Linked DNA regions of Mus musculus: all the other regions are linked to region 1. The links are chromatin contacts, called in public promoter capture Hi-C maps. All regions are on one chromosome and are shown on one strand. The core of a region is the stretch at or near the end of the contact, and the rest is flanking DNA. Distances in the headings are between cores, read along the strand shown.

What was found. Promoter capture Hi-C pulls out the DNA fragments that hold promoters and counts their contacts.
Region 2: a contact with region 1 is called in a promoter capture Hi-C map of neural stem cells. The contact joins the promoter of Nav1 here to the promoter of Kdm5b in region 1. A contact is called at or near these places in 2 of 39 promoter capture datasets (cranial neural crest and neural stem cells).
Region 3: a contact with region 1 is called in a promoter capture Hi-C map of liver, with 3 times the contacts expected there. The contact joins the promoter of Golt1a here to the promoter of Kdm5b in region 1. A contact is called at or near these places in 2 of 39 promoter capture datasets (the C10 cell line and liver).
Region 4: a promoter capture Hi-C map of liver shows a contact between it and region 1, with 2.1 times the contacts expected there. The contact joins the promoter of Sox13 here to the promoter of Kdm5b in region 1.

What each region holds. Positions count from the first base shown.
Region 1 is chr1:134,557,544-134,563,068 of GRCm38.p6, forward strand. Kdm5b (lysine (K)-specific demethylase 5B) reads left to right here and starts at 2,635. Exons shown (of 27, transcript NM_152895.2): 1 at 2,635-2,999. The coding sequence starts at 2,796. It also overlaps a transcript of Mgat4e not described here.
Region 2 is chr1:135,582,737-135,588,123 of GRCm38.p6, forward strand. Nav1 (neuron navigator 1) reads right to left here and starts at 2,619. Exons shown (of 30, transcript NM_173437.2): 1 at 1,819-2,619. The coding sequence starts at 2,584.
Region 3 is chr1:133,306,430-133,311,504 of GRCm38.p6, forward strand. It overlaps Golt1a (golgi transport 1A), which reads left to right and starts at 3,394. Exons shown (of 5, transcript NM_026680.4): 1 at 3,394-3,482. The coding sequence starts at 3,458.
Region 4 is chr1:133,421,229-133,426,313 of GRCm38.p6, forward strand. It overlaps Sox13 (SRY (sex determining region Y)-box 13), which reads right to left and starts at 2,984. Exons shown (of 14, transcript NM_011439.2): 1 at 2,648-2,984.

The DNA of each region.
Region 1 (5,525 bases), core at 1,385-3,884:
TGACAGAAAGTCAACTCCAGGAAGACCCCCAAACACACACAACGTTTATAACATCCAGGGTCAGGGCCAAGAGCGAAAATAAAGGATTTTTTTTTTTTTCAGTCAATATGACAGGTCATCTGAAATCTTAGCCTTTGGGAATGAGGTCAGCCTGGGCTTCATTGTGAGTTCCAGGCCAGCTTTGGCTACAAGTATGCAATCCCATTTCAATTTTTCCCCCTCAATACATTATCACGGAAAAAAAAATCAGCAAGGTTTAAAAATATGTCAAGCTGGGTGAGGTGACACGTCTTTAATCCTAGCACCTCCGAGTTAGAAGCCAGCCAATATGTGAGTTTCAGGCTAGTCAGAGCTACATAGTGAAACCTTGACTCAAAAATGTGGTAAATTCTATACTTCTTCCCTAGGTTTCCCACGATTTTATAACCTGCTGTATCACCTCATTTTACAATGATTTTTTTTTAATGAACAGATTATTGTCTAAGACAATATTATTGTCTTATTTTATTATTATTTAAGACAATATATGTCTTATTCAGGCTCCAAATCCCTGTAGAGCTAAGAAAAGTTTTGCCTTCTTCAAGAATTGCTGAACTGTTTTAGAGGCCAGGTACTTCGATAGAGCTTATTAAAGACTGGGGCTTTTCTCCCCTTCACTGAAAAATGTTTTGTATTTTTTATATTTAAAAAAATTTTTTAAATGTGTGTTGAGCTGAAGGGGTCTGCAACCCTATAGGTGGAACAATATGAACTAACCAGTACCCCCAGAGCTCATGTCTCTAGCTGCATATATATCAGAAGATGACCTAGTTGGCCATCATTGGGAAAAGAGGCCCCTTGGTCTTGCAAACTTTATATGCCCCAGTACAGGGGAATGCCAGGGCCAAGAAGTGGGAGTGGGTGGGTAGGGGAGCAGGGCGGGGGAGGGTATAGGGGACTTTTGGGATAGCATTTGAAATGTAAATGAGGAAAATAATAAAAAAATAAAAAAAATGTGTGTGTTGCTTGTAGGGGCCAGGAGAGACATCAGAGCCTCTGAGGCTGGGGGTGAAGAGGCAGTTGGGAGCTGATGGGCATTGATCTGGAAACTAAGTTTACATCCTCTAAGGCGGAAGCAAATGCCCTTAATCTGCTGAGCCGGCTCTCTCTGTCTTTGATGCGGAAGCTCATTATGCAGGTCTGGCTGGCCTGGAACTTTGTGTAGGATTAAAGGTGTGCGCCACCACATCTAACTTCTAACTCTTTCCATTTTTAAGCTGAAGAACCATGGTCTCTGTGTGATAGGATATATCTGTAATCCCAGCGTTTAAGAGGTAGAGGCAGGAGGATGATCAGGAGATCAGAGTCATCTTTGGCTATGTAGAGAGTTCCAGGCCAGCCTAGGTCACATTAGTCCTATTAAAATCTAAACCCAGAGGCTGAGTGATGGTCTATTCTGAAGGGAGGGCTGTGGAGCCACTGATCCTTCCTTATACAGTGGCAGGCAGTCTTTCCACGAGTTTGGTTGCTTTCTAGATTAAAGAAATCGCCGGGCGGTGGTGGCACACGCCTTTAATCCCAGCACTTGGGAGGCAGAGGCAGGTGGATCTCTGAGTTCGAGGCCAGCCTGGTCTACAAAGTGAGTTCCAGGACAGCCAAGACTATACAGAGAAACCCTGTCTCGAAAAAACAAAACAAAAAAAAAAAAAAAGAAATTATGTTTGTGTTCAAGTTCTACTTATGACCTGACTTTTTCTGGGGCCATCCCCCATCTTTGGATTTCATGGTTACTTAACCTCTCAGCTCTTCCATTGCTTCCTCTGAAACACTCTGATCTCTTTCTTTCCTTCAGACCTGTTGTACCTTTTAGCCTGTTGAAAATCTTTGTAGCAGAGACATCTCAGGCTCAGCCTGTTCAGGGGTGAATACATCTTCCCTAGAACATGCTCATGGATGCTTGTCCCAGGGATGCCATCTGTCAGACCCTTAGTACGCTATTCTTCTGGTCCCGTCCTAGTCTAACTTTTATTTCCTACAATTTCACTTTAACCTATAGCGCTGCTGAATTTATTTAGGCCCCATCATTCCTTGATTGGATTATTTCAAGATGCTTTTGCTCAAGTCCAACCTTGTATATGTGTAGATTTCTGTGCAACAACCCTACTTTCCAGTAAATAGACTGAACTGTTGGATTTGGTCAAATGCTTAATCCCCTCACAGACTAAACAATCCCGAAAAGCACTTGCACTTTACACAGTGTCTAGGATAAGCAAGTGCTCGAAGAGTTATTGCTCTCCTCATTACTCTATGTGTCTGTCCTTGCTGCTCCTTGTGTTCAAGGTGTTTTCTCTACCTGGAGAATCCTCCAATTTCAGTACTCTGCTTCTCGGGTTTTACTAAGCAAATCTTTCGTGCCAAAATATATGACGTGATTGATGGATTGTAACTCTGTTCTCCCTACTAGACTGTTAACTTCTTGAGAGGAAGAATTCTGAAACTTCAGAGGTTAACTGAAGCATTAAGGATAAACATCCCAGGCGGAAGGCCCCTGCCCCTCCCGGCTAGGGGGCGGGGCGAGACCTGGCTCGGGGTGGCAGCAGGGACTTTTTTCCTCGCCGTGGCGGCGGAGGAGCACTGCGTGGGGTAGCGGCAAGACGTCGTCGGAGGAAGGCTGAAAAAGCCCTAGGTGTTGCCGTTGCTAGTAGAAGTCGGACCTGTCGCCCGAGCTGTGCGTCTGCACGGGTTTCGGACGGAGCGGAGCTCGCTGCCGCGGTTGCGGAGCCTGCCCTGTGCTCGCCCCTGCCCAGGTCGCGGTGATGGAGCCGGCCACCACGCTGCCCCCAGGCCCGCGCCCGGCGCTGCCCCTCGGGGGCCCGGGCCCGCTGGGAGAGTTCCTGCCTCCCCCCGAGTGTCCGGTCTTCGAGCCGAGCTGGGAAGAGTTCGCGGACCCCTTCGCTTTCATCCACAAGATCCGGCCCATAGCCGAGCAGACTGGGATCTGTAAGGTGCGGCCGCCGCCGGTGAGTCAGCCAGCACCCCGGATCCTGCTCGCGGCTGGGGGAGGGAGCGAGGACGCGCGGCCCGGGAGGCCGGAGGCGCGGGGGCGGGGAGCGGTCGTCCCGCGGGCCCGGTCAAGTTTGGGGTGGCTCCGAGGGTCGGAGATGCGGCGGTGGGAGGAAGGCGCGGGGGCCCCCGTCCCGGGTGGGATGTGGGCCGTGAGGACCGCGGGCTCCGGCGGGGCGGCCGGAGGGGGCTAGGTCGGTGCGGCTCCGGGGGCTGGTGCGCTGCACCGCCCGGCAGCGGTGCGGGCTGGAGTGGTTGGCAGCCGCCGGGGTGGTCGCTGGGGAGTCCTCCCGAGCCCGGCTGAGACGCGGGCGCGGAGGCAGGGCTCTGGGCCCGCACGGCTCCGTGGCTGGTCCTCGCCTCCTTCTCGGGGTGCGGGGGTGTGTGATGGGTGGGGGTGGGGGACTTGCGAGTTGTCGTGTGAGGAGGAAAGTTTTCAATATGGCGGCGGGAGCCCCTGGTCCTTTGTGTGGTGGCGGCGTCGGCCCGAAGCTGCCCTCACCTGAGCGCCCCACCCTCCGGACCCGGGTCCCCCACCACCACCTGGTCCCTCGGCCTCTGGGAGTCCCCAGGGCGAGCTGGGCCAGGGGGCGGCCGGCGCTACTGGGGGAGGGGAGGAGCCGCTGGGCCGGTCTGGAGCGGCTGGTTGAGTGGTGGTGGGGGTGCAAGGGTCGGGGTGGGGGGACGACACTTTGAGGATGGTGGGGGCAGGCCAAGCGGCGGGGGCCCTGATGCTCGCAGGTCCTGGCGGACGCTCCCACACGGACTTGGGGCCGGACTGCTTTGCTCCCGGCGCGGGGGGGGGGGGGAGGCCTGGCTGGGGCTGAGGTGGAGAGGCTGTGCTTGTAGGGGAGATGTCAGACGAGCTCTTGGAGATTTCATCCTGGTCCCTAGCTTTCCCTACTCGGCCTTCCCGGCGGGGGCTCTAGCGCCTCGAGCTTGGGGGGCTCTGAGGGGTGGGGTGTCCCCAAGACGGCCCTAACGGCTGCAACGTCCGCGGAGAGCCCGGCCCACTCCTTCCCCGTCCCCGTCCCCCTCCCCGTACCCCCTCCCCCCGCAGCCGGAACTGGATGCGCTGCGACACCCCAGGTTTTTCGCCTACCTTTTGGGATGACCTGAGTCTGAGTTGGCCTAAACGACCGTTGGACCGGCCGGGTCGGTTGGAAAGGTTTAACTGCCTTGCCTACCGTTTAAGAATTTTCTATCTTTCCCTGCTCTCAAGTGAAAAAGACCCCCCCCCACGCCTTTTACCCCTTTCTCCCTTAAACTTGCTCTATGTAATGGCATTTTGATTTAGGGGATTGTGTACGTAGACGTTCTAGAAAAGATGTTTGCGAGAGATCCCTGAATAAAGCCTTATCCTTTCACTACCCCCACGAAAGAAAAATTAAAACACAGATACCATATTTTAGTTGCTCTTGGACAACTTTGAAAGCAGAAATGAAATGCCTCAGAAAATAACTGGCCAGGTCAGCTAGTATGGGGGGAAATGTTTGGAAATAGATTCATTTCTTCTGGTGAAATGGACAGAGGCGATGGAAGGTTTCTTTTACTGTAGAGGCCTGCAGAAGTTACACCCTTGCCTGGTTAGACCTAGGGTTTTGATTCTGAAATGTGGACCACGTTTCAAACATTGAGCGATTTAGCTTTATCTTAATGTACCAGGAAAGATGAATGTGACTGTTGCATGCTTGCATTAATGGGATTTTTATCTAGAAATTAGGAAACTTGACAAAGTTATTAGAAACCAAAATCTAAGAGGAGTTAGGATCCTGTGAGTTGCCCTCCATGTTGGCATTGTGGCGCACTAGGACTGGGTAGGTCCTTTTTCTTACCGACTTTGCCTTTTATAGAGCTATTTTCTTCGAAAAATAGTTGCTTTGGTTAGGTTTGGCTACCCATTTCCTCATGTGGGCTAGCAGCTTAATGGCAGCCTTTAGGATTTGTGCATTTGTTTTGCTTTTTCCCATTCTGAATTGTCACACATGATGGCCACCATTTTCTATTGAGACTACTATATACTACAGCCTGAGAGGAGAAGGGGTAAAGAGGAAGAAATAATGTACAAACATAACTGTTTTGGAGCCTCCTTTGTGTGAAGGGGACTTGCTTCCTCCTTTGTTTAACAAACTCCTGTGTCAGTGTGGAAGAGTTTGCCAGTATTTGCTGTTGATAGAACCACAAAAAGAAAACCCAGAAGTTGTAGCTCTTGAACAGAGGGGTCCTGGAACAAAGGCTTCTTAAGAGACCATAAACAGTCTTTGTTTGGGAAATGTTTTGTGTTAGGAAAGCTGGAACAAGTGGTTTCATATAGTTGAAATGTGGCAACAAAAAAAAACCTCTAAGAAATAAGAAATATTTTTTTATGGTGCAGTCTTTTTTTATAATTCCTCTATCTAAATTTCTGTTCATTGAGATTTTGGAACTCTAATGGCAAAATTTGAATGATTTGGAGGTTGTGGTATACTTTTAGGGGGAGAATT
Region 2 (5,387 bases), core at 1,369-3,868, 1.0 Mb after region 1:
TGATGGGCAGTGTGGGAAATGCCTTGACGAAGGAGGGCTGGATTAACTAACCCCACCCCAAACAGAGGAAGTCCTGACCTTAAACATGGGGCTCTGCCCTCTACTCCAACACCCCTCCTCCCCTGCCCAAAGCATATGAAGGCCCTTTCCCCTCAGCCCTTTTAGACTATGTACATTCATTCCGAGATAGCCCCATGTCTCAAGGCCCAATTCCATGGCCACCTCCTTCGGTGAGGCCTAAGACAGGCCTCCCTTCTCAGTCCCTCTCTAGACCCCAGTCCAGTTTTCATTCTCCACATAGCTCCCTGGGTGCCTGGTGCCTAGTTTTCCTTATTGTCTGTCTAAGCCCACTGAATGGAGAGCTCCTCGAGGGCAGGATCTCTGAGAGGCTCAACAGGCAATAGGGTGGCACTTCTGCCTGTCACTTCTACACACTCCACCCCATCCCTCCTTTCCACTCTCAAATCGAATTTGGGGAGGAGCCGAAAGGCACAAGGCTGTTTTCCTCCCTTTGCCCTTGTCCAGTCTGCACGAGCCATCTGTGTCAGAGGCAGAATCCTTGTTCACCAGACCCTCACCACCCCACAGGCGGGGAGGTCTCAGGAAGACTGCAGCAGGCTGAACAGGTTTCCTTCAGCATTCTCCAGGGGCCTTGGGCCAGCCCTAGCTTCTCTCTCCATCAATCTGGTCACTTAGACCGCCACCCTCCTCTTGGCCCCGCCCTTTCACACGCTCACGACACGCCCCTTCCCAGCCCCCAGCAGAGCCGGTACCAGACTACAAGGTACCCAGGAAGATGGGGTCCCTGGGCTCTGATGCCTGAGGACCCACATTCACTGCAACAAGTCTGTGCACTTAAGGTGGCTAGCAGCCGATCTCCCGCAGCTCTTGTACTGCTGGTGCGGGCTACCAAGGCACAGCCGCCTCCTTAGGCACATCTTCCATGTATCCTTGTCTGAGAACAGGGACTCCACAGAAAGAAAACACGGTTCCCGGGCTGGCTCGGGATTTTTTCCTCGGACTGTTCAGGCTTGGAGAACAATGGAGCAGCTCTCTGGCTTCCTCCGCCGAGCAAGCTTTGTTTCTCTCTTCCCGCCAGCTTGGCTTTCATTAGCCAAAGGGCAAAGGCTTCTCGGGAGTCTCCTTGCAAAATCCCAGACCTTTCCCTAAAACATTTAGGGGGATGGGGTGACTGCTTGGGGCTGGGGGAACGGACGTGTATCCAGATGCGCACAGCTGGCTGCCCGCCCGCCTCCCTGGCCCCAGACACTTCTTGCTGCCAGGTCCCCCACACCCGGGGAAATCCGACTCAAGCTCCCACCCGGGATTCACAGAGGAAGTGGAGCCTCAGCCCTGCTCCAAGGACCAACTAGCCCTCACATCTGCTTTCCCCACATCTTTGCTCTAGATCTCCTACCCTAGGCTTCCCTAGCAATGCTGGATGCTGTGTTATTCAGCGCAGACTACTCCTCAGCTGGTGTTTCTACCAACCTCACTGTGGTTTGCCATATTAGGACTCTGGACCTTAAAATTCAAGGGAGCTAATGATTTCTGAGCCCCCCAAGTCCCCCGTCTCCATTGTCCACCCTCACTTCCAACAAGCCACAGCAGAGCCCAGGCTCCCATCAGCGACATCTTTAAGACACACGTTAGCCAGACACAGCTGGAGGTAGGCCAGCTCTGCACATCTGGGCAGTAATACCCCTCCTAACCTGGCCAGTGATCGGTATAGAAGGGAGAAAGGGGGAAAGCAAACCTCTTCCTGCAGCTGGCCAGGAGAAAACCAGGGGCGGGGTGGGGCGGGGCAGCAAGTCTTACCTAGCATCTGGCTGAAGAGTAGCTGTTCTAGGTCGCCCAGCACGGTAACCACAAGCTCGGGGTCCACCTTGAGGAAGGCCCGCTCCTCCTGGCCCTTGGCAGAGGGCACAGTCCCTGAGCCCTTTTGCGCTTTAGCCTTGCTGGAAAGCAGTTCGTCATCCGATTTGCCATCATCGCTTACCGCTGCCTCAGGCGCCTTGCTGAGAGGCTTGACCTCCGCATAGGGTCCCCGAGGAATCCGGCTAGGTTTGCCTAGGCTGGGCGCTAGCGGAGCCAGTGGGGTCTTGGCGCCGCCGGTTGAGCCACCTTTGGGTTGGAAGAGCGAATGCTCAGACTTGGACAGCGTCTTGGACATCAGAGGAGTCTCGCGGCCCTTGGGCCCCAGTTTGCCCAAACCCTTGGGTGCTTTGGCCATATCATCACTCCACTCAGGCTCATACAGCTGCAGCTTTTTCTCGGAGTCCGTGAGAAACGAGAGGTTGGTGAGCGACTTCTGTTTGCGCAGGTTGGAGGTAGGCAGCCCGCCGGGGACACGACTGTCCACGCTGCCGGACTTGAAGACCTTCAGCTCCGCTGCACTGGCCTTGGCCATACTGCCACTGCCTCCTGCCGCCTTGGCGCGCTTGGGCAGCATGCCTCTGCCGTCCGCCGCGGCTGCCTTTCTGCTGGCTCCCCGAGACTCGTCCGCGCCCTCGTCGCCGCCGCTGCCGCTGCCGCCGCTCAGCTCCACCTCGGGCTGCACGCTCTTGACGCTGCTGCCCAGCATTCTGCCTGCGAGGAGCGCATGGACGATCCGCGCGTCTGCAGGCACGGGGCGGGGGAGGGGGCGGTAGTGCCGGGAGAGGAGGGGGCGGAATGGGGGGGAGGACGGAAGAAACCGCGGAGGAAGGGGAGAGGAAGGGGAGGGAGCAAGGGGGCGAGCGGAGGGCGAAAGGGAAAGAAATGCGGAGAAGGAAGCCGGGGAAGAGGAAAAGGCAAGGAAATAGCGGGTTGATGGGGCGGGGTCGAAGGAAAAGGGGCGGGGCGGGGAGAATATAAATTAAAAAATTTAAATCAGTCAAAGGAACGATAGAAGACCAGCGGCTCCATCGAAGCCAGGTCGTGTTGTGATGCTGGGATCTTGTCTCTGTCCCCCGGCTAGCCGATCCGTGCTGCGGGCTGCACACTCCGGGGCAGCGCCCTCTCTCTACTCCTCCTTCCAGCTCGTGGAGAGGCTGCGGGCTGCAGCTCCCAGCGAGAAAGAGGGGAGGGGGAAGGCGGGGAGCAAACAGGAGGAGGGGTGGAGTGTGCGCAAGGGGAGGGAGGTAGGGGAGAGAGTGTGTCTATTTCTGGCTCGGGAGGGGGAGGTGTCTGTGAGCTGAGCCCCGGGGGCACAGAGAGGATCCCACCAGTTTTTCTCCTTGCTTTCTACAGAGAGATGGGGTAGAAGGTTCCCTGCTGCATCTGGAAAAAAGCATGAGTGGAGGAAGGGAGACTTAGGGGTACAGGTAAAGGTCCTGGGAAAGGGTGTCTTTGACCCAGGAGAAAGAGTGGCCCTGTAGGTCTTGGGTAGAAACTGGCAGAGCCTGAGGGAAGCTCTCACAAACCGTTACCTTTGGTTTCCCTCAGAAATTCTTTACCTTTAGTTACCTTTAGTCTCTATGGTGTATTTTGCCCTCCTAAACCCAGAAGGTAAGGGACACAGGACAGAACAGGCTGCTTTAGACAGTGCCTAGGGTTGACAGGGACAGGGACCTGAGGGGTTGAAGCGGCTAACTGTTGGGTGCAGGAGTCCGAGTCACCATTCCACTTGATCACATGACCTTGTCAAAGTCATTGAACCTCTGTTGCTCTTACAATGGTTTTAATCCTAGCTTCCTAGGAAAAGGGGCTTTGGGACACTAAGGACACAGGAGAGTTAGCATAGGTCCCTTGGCAGAGCATTTTTTGTTTTGTTTTGTTTTTTGTTTTTGGAGGCGGGATTTCTCTGTGTAGCCCTGGCTGTCCTGGAACTCACTCTGTAGACCAGGCTGGCCTCGAACTCAGAAATCTGCCTGACTCTGCCTCCCGAGTGCTGGGATTAAAAGCGTGCGCCACCACTGCCCAGCTGCAGAACCAACTGAAGAGATCCTGGATATGTTTGTTCTATCAGCATAGGAGCTCTCCAAGTACCATGCTAGCCCAGAGTAGGTATTAATGACTCAGGCTCTGAGGCCAGATGGCTGGACACTGGGTGCTGGCCAGAGCCAAGGGTACTGACCAGAGCCCTGGGTACTTTAACTTCCATGATGACCCCAGGGCTGGATTGAGATTCTATGAACCTTTCTAGGACAGGGACTGTAGCAGAGAGGCTGTATCTAGTACAGTGCTAGAAATGGGGTTATTGGGCAGAGAGGTGAACTGTGAACTTTTAGCTGACCTTGGAGATCCAGAGAAAGATGGAGAGAGTCTACCCTTAAAGAACTTAATGCCTGACAGGGATACAAGGCAGACAACCCAAGACTCAGGGAGATAACTTTGTCCTTGTGAAAAATGCAATGTCACACACTTATCTCAGGAAGACAGGCATGGATATGTTGTGTTCTAGTTACAGCAGTGGCAAGAGGTGCTGCCTCACAGTGCAGGCAGAGGTCTGGGTGTTGAGATTCACCAGGCAGAGTGCCCTCAAAGGCCCTAAGTCCAGATCTTGGGAAACTCAGAGGTGGAGCCAAGCCTGCAAGTCCATATAGGACACAGAGATTTGAAGCTTGTCAGAGGACTGTTGGGGACTCTCCAGCTAGACTATGAGCTGTCACAGGACACACAAGCACTCATGCTTGTGCCTGAACATAAGCTCCTAGTTCAAGTAAGAGCTGGAATGTCTCTGATCCCACAGATGACTTGTAATAGTGTCACAAACCACTGGGCCTTGGGAATCCTCCTGCTTCAGCCCCCTGAGTGCTAGGATTGTGGGGAAAAAAATCATTTTAAAAGTTCTCATTCTTATTTATCCGCCATTCTGTAATTTACATAATATTTCCCTGACTCCATCACACGGGGATGCTGCTGTCTCTAAAAAATGCAATTTGAAAATCAAAGGGGGCAGGTGGGTGGATTGACCAAGTTCTTGGTTGTTATTGATAGTCCCCCGTCCCCCACCCCGCCCCCAGCATATAGATTCTTCTCCTCTAGTTAACATCCTGACTAAACAACCCCATGTCCATTCACTCATGCCTACTGCTGCAGCCAATACCCCTGGCTGAACCTGATCCTTCCCCTCTGATGGCCATATCTGTAGGGAGGCCTTCAGCACTTTGTGAGGCCCAATTCCATGAGTCCTTCTGTCCATCCGCATTTCCTTTGCTCCGGATGCCCACTGCCCCTGGGACCTGACCTTCCTTCCGCCACGGTGTCTCACTCCCTCACTGTGTCAGCTCAGGTCTTCCTCTTCTCTGTACCCTCTTTGTTCCTCTAGCCTGTCTCTCACGGGATTCCGTATTCCCCAAATCTCAAGTCCCTCCCCTTCGTCCAGTAAACAGCCCCTGAAATTCTGCTTCTCTTTAGAAGAGGACAGACCAGATGAAAGACTTTGGACTGAAATCAGGTTGGTA
Region 3 (5,075 bases), core at 2,144-4,643, 1.3 Mb before region 1:
AGTCTAGAATCTAAAGCAGTAATTTTGCTACTGTTATGAATTGTAATGTAAATCTCTGATATGCAGATGGTCTTAGGTGACCCTGTGAAAGGATCATTTTACACATACACACACACACATACACACACACACACACACACACACACACACACACATACACACACCATTGCAAGGGCTCACAACCCTCAGGTTGGGAACCTCTGCCCTAGAGCAGTCCTAGAATGTGGTCCAGAACTGAGGTGTTCTAAACAGAGATATCTGGATCAGTGACTGGGTTCTGCAGTCTCGGATTCTTCATCTGATGATAGTGTCTATTCCTAAGAAGTTCTTGAGAAAGGAAAAGAAAAGAAAGGAAAAGAAAAAAAGAGAAAAGGGATGAAAAAGCACTTTTGAAAAGTTGAATTCATTTACAATCATGGCAGAGTGTAACGGTGACATGAGCCAGGCATGATGGTTGGAAGGATGAATGTTTAATTAGCTTCTTCCTTTTCTAGCTAAGGCTTTGCTGGAAGACTTGCTGGCCAGCCAGGCCGCCTCTAGGGCGCCCCCTCCTGCTCACAACATGCATCACTCTTTCCCATGGTGGCCAGTTGAGAAAGCAGCCACAGGCTGAGGTTCAGTCTGGCTGTTCTATGGCCAGACTCCTTCCTCGGGTTGGCCTTGTGGAGGTCCCTCCCCAGGAGGGTGGATGGTGGACTCCCAGCTCCTGTGGCTAGAAAATCAGACCAGGAGTGTCCACTTCAGAGGTCTCTTGTCCCTGCTCCTGGGTGGGCTACATTGGAAGTGATGGAAAAGAGTATTCCTAGCTGATATTTGATATCTTTTGGGAGCAGTTTAAAAGCATAATTTTTAGATATAACAGCCTATTAATAGAAGACTAATAACAACGATAGTAATTTATATAACTATACTAGAATGTTAATAGCAATAACTATCTCATTAGTGCTTATATGATTAATCAGGGTGCCCAGATCAATGCACTGGTATATGCTTCTCAGTAATGCCCGCCGCCCCAGTGTGGTAGGTACTATTCTTAGCTAAGAAACTGAGGTACAGAAATTTTAAATAGAAACCCTAAGGTCTCATGCATGACATTAGAGCTTTCCGGTTTTAATGGCTGTCGTACTGCCCCCTAGTGGGTGTTTAGAAGATTTGCAAGAGAGCCTTTAGCTGGTTCAAGCATGGACAGCAAATCCCTGGCTAGCTTTTTCGTTGTTGCACTGAGCAGCACAAACATCCAAAATAAGACTTGCCTTGGTCCTCGGCAAAGCTCTTTAGAGTGTCAATGCCTGAGCTAAAAAGCGCTTCTCATATAAGCTTATTCAATGTCAATTCATCATACTACTAAAATGTTTGTGTGGGGTTTTAAGCTTTTTAGAATAAGTTTCATAAGCACCTCTGTGAGATTATTGTGAAGAAACTTCAATGGACTGTGACATAGTCTCGAAATTATCAAATAATATGTGTACTGGCAACACATATTATTATTATTATTATTATTATTATTATTATTATAGCAGTTTATAACAGTTCCTGCAATCGAGAGTTCTTTCAGTGTTGTCAGACTGTGTTGCTGAAAAACAAAGACACTGGTTGCAAAGCATCTGCCCAAGGTGAGCAGAGCACCCCAGAATCATTGAAGAGAGTTCTCAAGCCAGTGGCTCTCAACCTGTGGGCCATGACCCCCTCAGGGGTCATACATCAGATATCCCAAATATCAGATATCAACCTGTGGGCCATGACCCCCTCAGGTCATCAGATATACTGAATGTCACATATTTACATTACAATTCCTAACAGTAGCAAACCAACAGTTATGAAGTACCAACAAAACAATTTTATGGTTGGGGGTTCACCACAACATGAGCAGCTGTATTAAAGGGTCGCAACCTGAATTTGGTTTCCAGCACCCACGTCAGACAACTCACAACACCTCTAACTTCAGCTCTAAAGCTTCCTGTTCAACAGGTACCTGCACACACACACACACACACACATGCACGTGCACACACACACATGCATACATATAATTAAAATGAATAATGATAAGCCAGGCATGGTGGCACATGCTGTAATTCCAGCACTCAGAAGGCAGAGTTCAGAAAAATCTTTGTGAGTTCCAGGTCGGCCTCATGTACATATCAAGTCTCAGGACAGCCAGGACTATGTAGTGAGACCTTATCTCAAAAAAAGTACTAAAAACTTTCGTATTTTTCCACTCTTTACATTTTCCCTTAATTTTTAAAGATGTTCCGTTGTATGCAGAGGTCAGAGGACAATTCTGTGGCGTTGGATCCCTCCCTCCAGCTTTATGTGAGTTTTCACAGCGCCTTTATCCTTCAGGCCTGACCCTTTAAACTTAAAGTTTTATATAAACCCTGGTTTCTCTATCTTTGTCTGATGCTATCAGGGGATCCACTCCTGGTTGCCTTTCTTGGGTTCCCTTGCAGGAGCAGCAAGTGGTCCTCAGTGCTGGGCTGGCCCCTGAGGCCCCATCTGCCTCTTCGCCAGGCTTGCAGAACACGGAATGATGTGCCCATGTCTATCTAGCTACTCAGTGGATCGACACAGGTTCCCTATCTATCTCGTCTTCTCCTGAGAACAATTCTCCACCTGCTCAACCTCACCACCCCATCAGGGCACTGCGGGGGCGGGGTGAGATGAGGGACAGGGAGGAACTTGAAGTCTCTGCTGCCTAACTCCACGTGACACCTACACCCTTGGTTTATATAAATCTGACTCCCCTTAGGTCTGATATAAGTTTTACTCATGAGTCTGTGCCCCTAGTATCTCTCACGTGTGCTAGCACAAAACAACAAAATAAATATATAGGCCGGGCATGGTGGCACACGCCTTTAATCCCAGCATTTGGGAGGCAGAGACAGTGGGATTTCTGAGTTCAAGGCCAGCCTGGTCTACAGAGTGAGTTCCAGGACAGCCAGGGCTACACAGAGAAACCCTGTCTCGAAAAACCAAAATAAATAAATAAATAACCAGCACATTTTAAAGCTGGGTGTGGTGACACATGACTTGAATCTCAGCACTGGGGTGGCAAAGGCAAGTGGATCTCTGTGAGTTCAAGGCCAGCCTGGTCTTCATAGTGAGTTCCAGTCTAGGCAGGAGAGATAGTCTTAAAAAAAATAAAAATAAAATCCGAAGGGCCGGGGCGCCATTCCACCTCTCCGAGAAAACCAGCTGTGCCCAGACCCTTGCCTTTCCATTCCCACGTTGTTCAGAGGAGGTGGGCCAGCAAGAACTTTGTGAATGTTAGTTTCAGAACAGGTCTGTACCTTTAAGTAGCCATTTGTGTGGGGAATGTGGGAGGGTGAGAGTTAATGATTTACCTGCGGCTCTGTCCCTGTTGCCAAGGGTCAGCCACCCTGGAACATGCTCAGGCTCGGTCCTCTGGGCTCTCCACTAGCCAGCTGACCAGGAAGGCCCCCCCGTGGACTGAAGCATGATCTCCATCACCGAGTGGCAGAGTGAGTGGCCTGGCTGGCGGGAGCCCGTGGGGCTGTGGAGGGGTCCCCACTAGGGTGAGTGAACACTCGCTCTTCCCAACCTGGTTCTTCTGCTGGGACCTACAGATGTGACCTCTGGAGCCAGCGGTTGGAAGCTGCTCTGTTGGCATCCTCGAAGCAGCAGGGGCGGGGCGGGGCAGGTGTGACCTCTGCCTTGTAGAGGGTGGGGCCACCCGAGGCAAACTCACAGCAGGCCGAAGCCCATCTCACCTATAGTTCTGAGAACTTGGATGCCTCTGCCCATTCAGACATCACCCCAAAACCTCAAGGTCTTTTGTGGCTCTGGGTCTGTATCCTCACCCCAAACATCCCTACTTTTCCTTTAGGGGAATTAGGTAGGAGGTGGCCTGGGAGGAGCCGATTGTCCACAGGGAGGGGAGAGCTAAGGTCTCACTGGCTGAGCTGCTTAGCTTCTGAGCCTGCTTTCTCTCAGTGAATCTATGGTAACATTTGCTTTGTGCCAAGCACTGTGCCAGTACAGACGGGAATATCAAGACTAAGGCAGGCATGCCCTCTGCTTACCTTCTAGCAAGGGAAGGCAGCCATTACCTTAAGAAGTGACTGCCTAGCAGGTCACATAGTAACAAGAGCCAGCCTAACACAAAACTCTTTACTCTTAAAGGGGCCGTGGAGTTTGAAGGATGTGAATGCGTGTGAGGGTATTCATATCCTCTGTCCAGGGAAGGCTTTGTTGCAAAGGGCCATTAATGCAGAGCACTACAGGAAGTGAGAAGGTAGGCTATGCAGCCGTCTGGAGGCAGAATGTTCCAGGAAGAGGAAACAGCCAGCACAAAGGTCCTGAGACATTGCATCTGCGGTGTGCGAGCCCCAACCAAGAGACTGGTGTGGCTGAAACATTATAGGCAGAAAGGTAGCCTATGCTGGACCACTGTATTAGCCCATGCTGGACCAGTGTGTAGACAGCAAAGGTTAGAGCATATGAAAAGCTCATTCTGGCTGCTGAGGTAAAGTAGACTGTAGAGGATGGAGCAGCAATGAAGAGACCCTTCCAAGGCGAGAGAAGACAGGGCCAGGATGTGAGCCGTACAGAGATAGGAAGTGGTCCTGTGGGCCTGTGTGGAGGAATTTTCTGGAGTGGAGATATGGAAGGATAAAAGTTAAGAATATTTCTCTGGTGCCTGGGGAGTGTCCCAGAAAAGAAGCCGAAGTGGGAAGCAGGAGCCAGGTCTGAAGGGGCTGGGCGCCCTTGTCTCAGACATCCTGGATAGACTTCAGGCAGGGAGTTAGAGGGTAAGGGTCTGAACTCCAAGGGACTTGTCCAGAAAGAGAAACATGGAAGTCACCAACACGTAGATAGCTGATGCTTAAAACCAAAAGAGTCCCTAGATCCCAGGGCACAGGCTCTCAGCCTCCCCAGCTCACGCAGCCTTTGGGTGCAGATGTTACTGTTAAGGGAACTGTCCTGGACACTGTGAAATTTTAGCAGTACCTCTGGCCACCCAGCAGGTGACAGCAGTCGACCCTCCCATACCTTGTGACAACCTAAATATCTCCTGACTTACCTCACCCAAACTGCTTCCCCTGCATTCCCAC
Region 4 (5,085 bases), core at 1,734-4,233, 1.1 Mb before region 1:
AGCCTCTCCAACTGTCACTGTAAAGTTGGAGGTGACAGCTCTCATTTATCTAAGTCTCAGATGCAGTATGCTTGGCAGCCAGGCTAGCTAGGCTAGGTTCTCAAGTGAGCCCCAGCAACAGGAAACAGATCCTACCCTGGGAACAGAACCCTCTAGGGCAGGCAGTCTGCCTGGCCCACCTGACTTCCCCTGAGCCCCAGACACCTGGGATCCTCTTAGTGAAAATCCACCCAGTTCTCTGAGACACAAATGCACATCCAATCCTGGGTCTGCAGCACAGACCAGGGTGTCCAGGGAATACCCTTTCAAAGACATTTCCTTCCTGGGGCTGTTTCCAGGGAGAATGCTACATGGTGTGAAGATTAATTTTTAAGAGGAAAGAAGGAAGGGAAGAAGGAAGGAAAAAAGTACTCAAAAAGGTTGAAGCAGGTAAGTAACAAGAAGGTAAGTTTGGGTAGATCAGAATCCAGAAGAGGTAGGAAGGAGAGTGAGGTCACTTCCTCCCCATAAGTGATAATTACTAAAATCGATCAAACGGACACAATCACAAAGATTGTGGGCTCTATACACGGTCCTTTAAATTATAATGGCCCAGGTTGGAGATACTGCTCCGTGGTAGTCACTTCCCCAGTATGAACTAGGCCCTGGGCTTGATAATACTGTTATTACAGTAAGGACAATAGCTAGCTGGGCATGGTGTCTGTGCCTTTAATCCCAGCACTCAGGAGACAGAGGCAGAAGAATCTGAGTTCGAGGCCAGCCTGGTCTACAAAACAAGTCCCAGAGCGGCCAGAGCTACGCAGAGACCCTGTATTGGAAAACAAACTAATAGTAACAACAATAATAGACGTAAATATGATTAGTAATAAGAAACAACAGCTAACTTCCCAAATGCACACACTGAATACAGTACCCAAGATTTCCTGCATGTTGAGCTAGAGCTCTTCCACTAAGTTACATCCCGACAACAAAAGCTAACAGTTGCCGAGCATTTATTTACTTTGTGCCGCATGGCGCTGAGATTGCCTTTAGACTTTTCATCCTTAAGACCACCCCCACGAGGTGGCCACTGTCAGAATTTAACCTCACTATACAGATAAGTAACCTGAGCAAGGGAGGTGGGTCAAATTGCCTTCGGTGGCACCACCAGCGGCTGCACTACTGTACAACTCCAGCTTAGCTTCCTGGTTCTAACTACAAGGCTATCTGGCGTTCCGTGGTACAGGCCTTCCAAACCAGCATCCTTCAAACCATCAACATACACCAGCTTCAAAGATAGAAGCACAGATCCGCCCTTTTTTTAAACTGAGAAAGTACAGGCGATGTTTGGACATCGCCAGGATCAAGCGACCCATCTCGGTCAAGAACAAGACCCAAGTGTGTTGAATCTAGCACACAGTGAGGGACTTCCTACCGCATCAAGAAGTTGGAAACAGGGTCTCTGGGAACCTTGCTCGGAGTGGCAGCATCACTGACTGACTGCCTTAGGTCAGACCCCTCTGCCAGCGCCAGCGCTAAGGCGCCGGGCCCGGAAATTCCCACAGAGCTAAAGCAAACTTCCCAGGAAAACTCCTCAGTTTCCTCTAAGCTCTTGTCACGGAGATGCTGCCAAGAGCGCCAGCTGCTGGGGACCCTCCCAGGCTAGAGCCACCGCTCAAGCGCCCGGGGTCCTCCCGGAATGATCCAAGGCTGAAGTTCAAAATTCACGTCCAGCCCAAGCCGGACCCCCGGCCTCGCCAAGGACTCTGGGACAGCTCCCACTCTCCGTGCCTTTCCCCCCCCAGCTTCAAGTAATGAGGCACCTCCTGCCAGGACATGTAGGTTGGTTGCGGGGAGATCCCGCGGGCGACCCTAGAGCTCCTGGGGAATCTGAGCAGCCGCAGCTGGCGCGTGCAAACACACGCACGCACACACACACACACTCGCGTGAGTGTGTGTTTACGTACCGAACGTGGGATGGGAAAACAATGGCGAACCGCTGGGACTACGCGACCACCCCCCACCCCCATCCCATCAGTCCTGTGATCAATTTATTTCTACAGTGAAAGGGGCTGAAAGGCGCTTCTCCGACACTCCACCGTGGGACGCAGGGGTGGCAAGGGGCAGGCTGGAGTGAAGAGCAGCAAGGGCTGAAAAAATGGGAGGCGGCGCCCGGCTGGTCCGCGGGGAATGAACCGGAGCCGTGGGAAGGGCGCGCGCTGAACCCCGGCTGCCCAATGCACCCCGGGACCGGAGCTCCGCGTTGCGGGTACCCGAGCCCCACGTGGGGCTCGCACGGGGACATCTAAGCTCAGGCTGGGAGTGCTTAAACTGGGAGCGTTGGTCAGGCTGGGGCGAAAGACCTAAGGCCGGCGGGTCGCAAAGGGCGGGCGGGTAGAGGACCCCCGAAGCCCGGCTCGCGTGGCGCGCGCACGCCACCCCCAACGGCCTGTAGCCACTGCCCTCCAAAAGGACGCGGGATCAGCGCGGCGCCACCGGCCGGCGTTGTGAGGGGTCTGGTAGGATCGGCTCCGCCTGGCAAAAACTTTGCCCAAGATGGAAAGTCGCGCGGCAGAGAGCCAGCGTGTCCCTAGGAACGCGGGGGCGCGCGTGTCAAACTTCGCGAGGCTGGGGTGATGGGGCGCGCGGCGCGAAGGGGCGCACTTACTAATCGGTCGGGCGCGGGCCCGGGGTCGCAACTCCGCGCTCCGGCTTCTGCTCAGTGCGTCCCGGCAGCCAGCAGCCTGGCCTTCCCGCTCACATGCCCCGGCAACGCGGCGGGCAGCGGGCCGGGGCGGCGCGGCCGGGCGGAGGCACGCCCCCCGCCGTGGGCTGGAAGCGCTCAGGACCCGCGGCCCGCCGGGCTCCGCTGGCCACGGTCGCCGAGCTGAGGACGGGTCGGGCGGCGCCCTCCTCCGAGCCAGGCCGCTCGGCACTCTGCCCTCTGCCCCCGGCTGGCCGCCGCCGTGTTCCCTTCCGCAGTCCGGCTCCCGGACTCGCGGCCGCTGCGCCCGCCAGGCCGGCGGGCAGTGCGCTCTGCTCCTCCGCGCAGCTCCGAGCCCGCTGGGTCCAAAGCCAGGGCCTCCGAAGCTGAGCGCGCCGCCTCGGCCTTCGACCTCCGCCGGCCGCTCCGGAGCTCGGCTTCCAGGAGCCGCGCTCGTACACTTCAGTTCCCAGGCGGGACTGGAGCAGGGCGCTCGCCGCTCGCTTCTGCGAAAGCCACTCCGACAGCCTCCGAGGAGAAAGAGGGAGGGAGGGAGGGAGGGCGCGAGCGGGCGGGGGAGGAGGGAGGGTGTGGAGATGGAGGAGGGAGGGACAGAGCTTCCTCCTCCTCCTCCTCCTCCTCCTCCTCCTCCTCCTCCTCCTCCTCCTCCTCCTCCTCCTCCTCCTCCTCCTCCTCCTCCCAGCAGCTGGTCCAGCCAGGCCTCAACAGCTGGAGACCTGTGCTGGGAAGGGGACAGCAGAGGTTCTCCAGAGTGAGACCTGTGGAGATGTAGTGACCCACTGGATAGAGAAAATAGGGGGAGGAAGGTGAATTCTGCCTAGTCCCCTCGACCCAGGTTTGAGAGTTACTATGGGGAATTTTCATTCCTTTTAACAAGTCCAGTTCACAGCCTCCTCCAGAGACCCGAGATTGAACTTTATTTTTCTCACTGGTAAATCAGACTGGCCTCGAACTCACAGAAACCTGCTTGGCTCTGCCTCCAGGGTGCTAGGATTAAAGGCATGCTCCTTGAGAACTGCCCTTGGAGCTGGGAGTGGCTCATGCCTATAATACCTGGGAAGCTGAGGCAGGAGGATCTCAATTTGAAACCAACCTGAGGGCAAGGAGAGACCTGCTTTGATGCGATCAGATCTCTGACAGCTTCCTAATGTCTAGCCACTCCCTAGCCCTGTCCTTTTTAGAATTTCTCCAACAAGTCCTTCCTTTCTTCCTGCCCCGTTTAGGAGGAAGGTTTGTTTGAAGAAGGGTTTCTCCTCATTCGGCCCATCTATTAAATGTCTACACCAAACCTGACCCAAGCAGATGCCAGGGATCACCAAGATGAATGACACAGTGGCAGCCCTTTCTGGATTCCCATGTTGTGAAGACTCTAATTCTACAAAGTGCTAGAGCCATAGGGTCTACCAAGGATGCTAAGCTATGGGGACTTGGATCAGAGTCTCCTTAGAAAGGCCACAGTTTGAAGTACGTCTTGAAGACCTGTGGGAGCAGGGCTGGTTGAAGGAACGCCCATTGTGGGACTGTATGACCCTCTCCCTCTCGAGTGGTGGCCAAGCAGGAAGCTTCCACAGGATGCATGCATTTCATCAGTCCCTGCTTCCCTGCCTGGGTGACAACTCTTCCATAGTCTTCTGTCTTTTGGGTCTCTGTCTGGTACCAGCTTCTCAGGCAATCTTTGAGGATCAAATCATGGCCAGGAGCTCCATCCATGGGCTCTGAGAACCCCACAGGTCATTTGCCTGTCTACACTGTGACATTGAGATGGTAAACTCTTTGGGACAGGGAGGGATGTGCCTCTTGTTCATGGTTAGATCCTATGTGTCTAGATGGGACTTGGCAAAGAGGAGGCCCATAATACATTCGTGTTTATCAGTTAGCTCTTTACAAAGAAAGGGGTTCTAAGCAGGGCTCTGGTGCAATCAGTGTAGCTGAGGTACAGAGGTTGGCCAATGAGGAGCTTCAGAAGGAAGGATGAAGACCTGAGCCAAGGTAGGGCTAGAGTGTGGGAAAGCAGATGGGAAAGGCCAATGGTAACTGTTGAGGGTATGGTTTTAGGGAGACTGGGTGGGATCATTTCAGAAGCCAGGAAAGAATTATCCAAGGGCCACCTTCTTTCTCTCCTCCCAGACAGCATGTCTGTGCACCCATATCTTGTGGTTTCCCTCTGGCCCCTGGTCAGCTTCAGTGGTGCACTTCTCTGTGGGCCCCTCCCTGTCCCTGCCATTAGCTACAGCAGATGGAGACAGACAAGAATGGAGTTTGAACTGGGTGTGCAGTTACTCTCCTTTAACCCCAGCCTCAGGAAGCAGAGGCAGGTAGATCTCTATGAGTTTGGAAGTAGCCTGATCTACATAGTGAGACACTGTCATCATCATCATCAA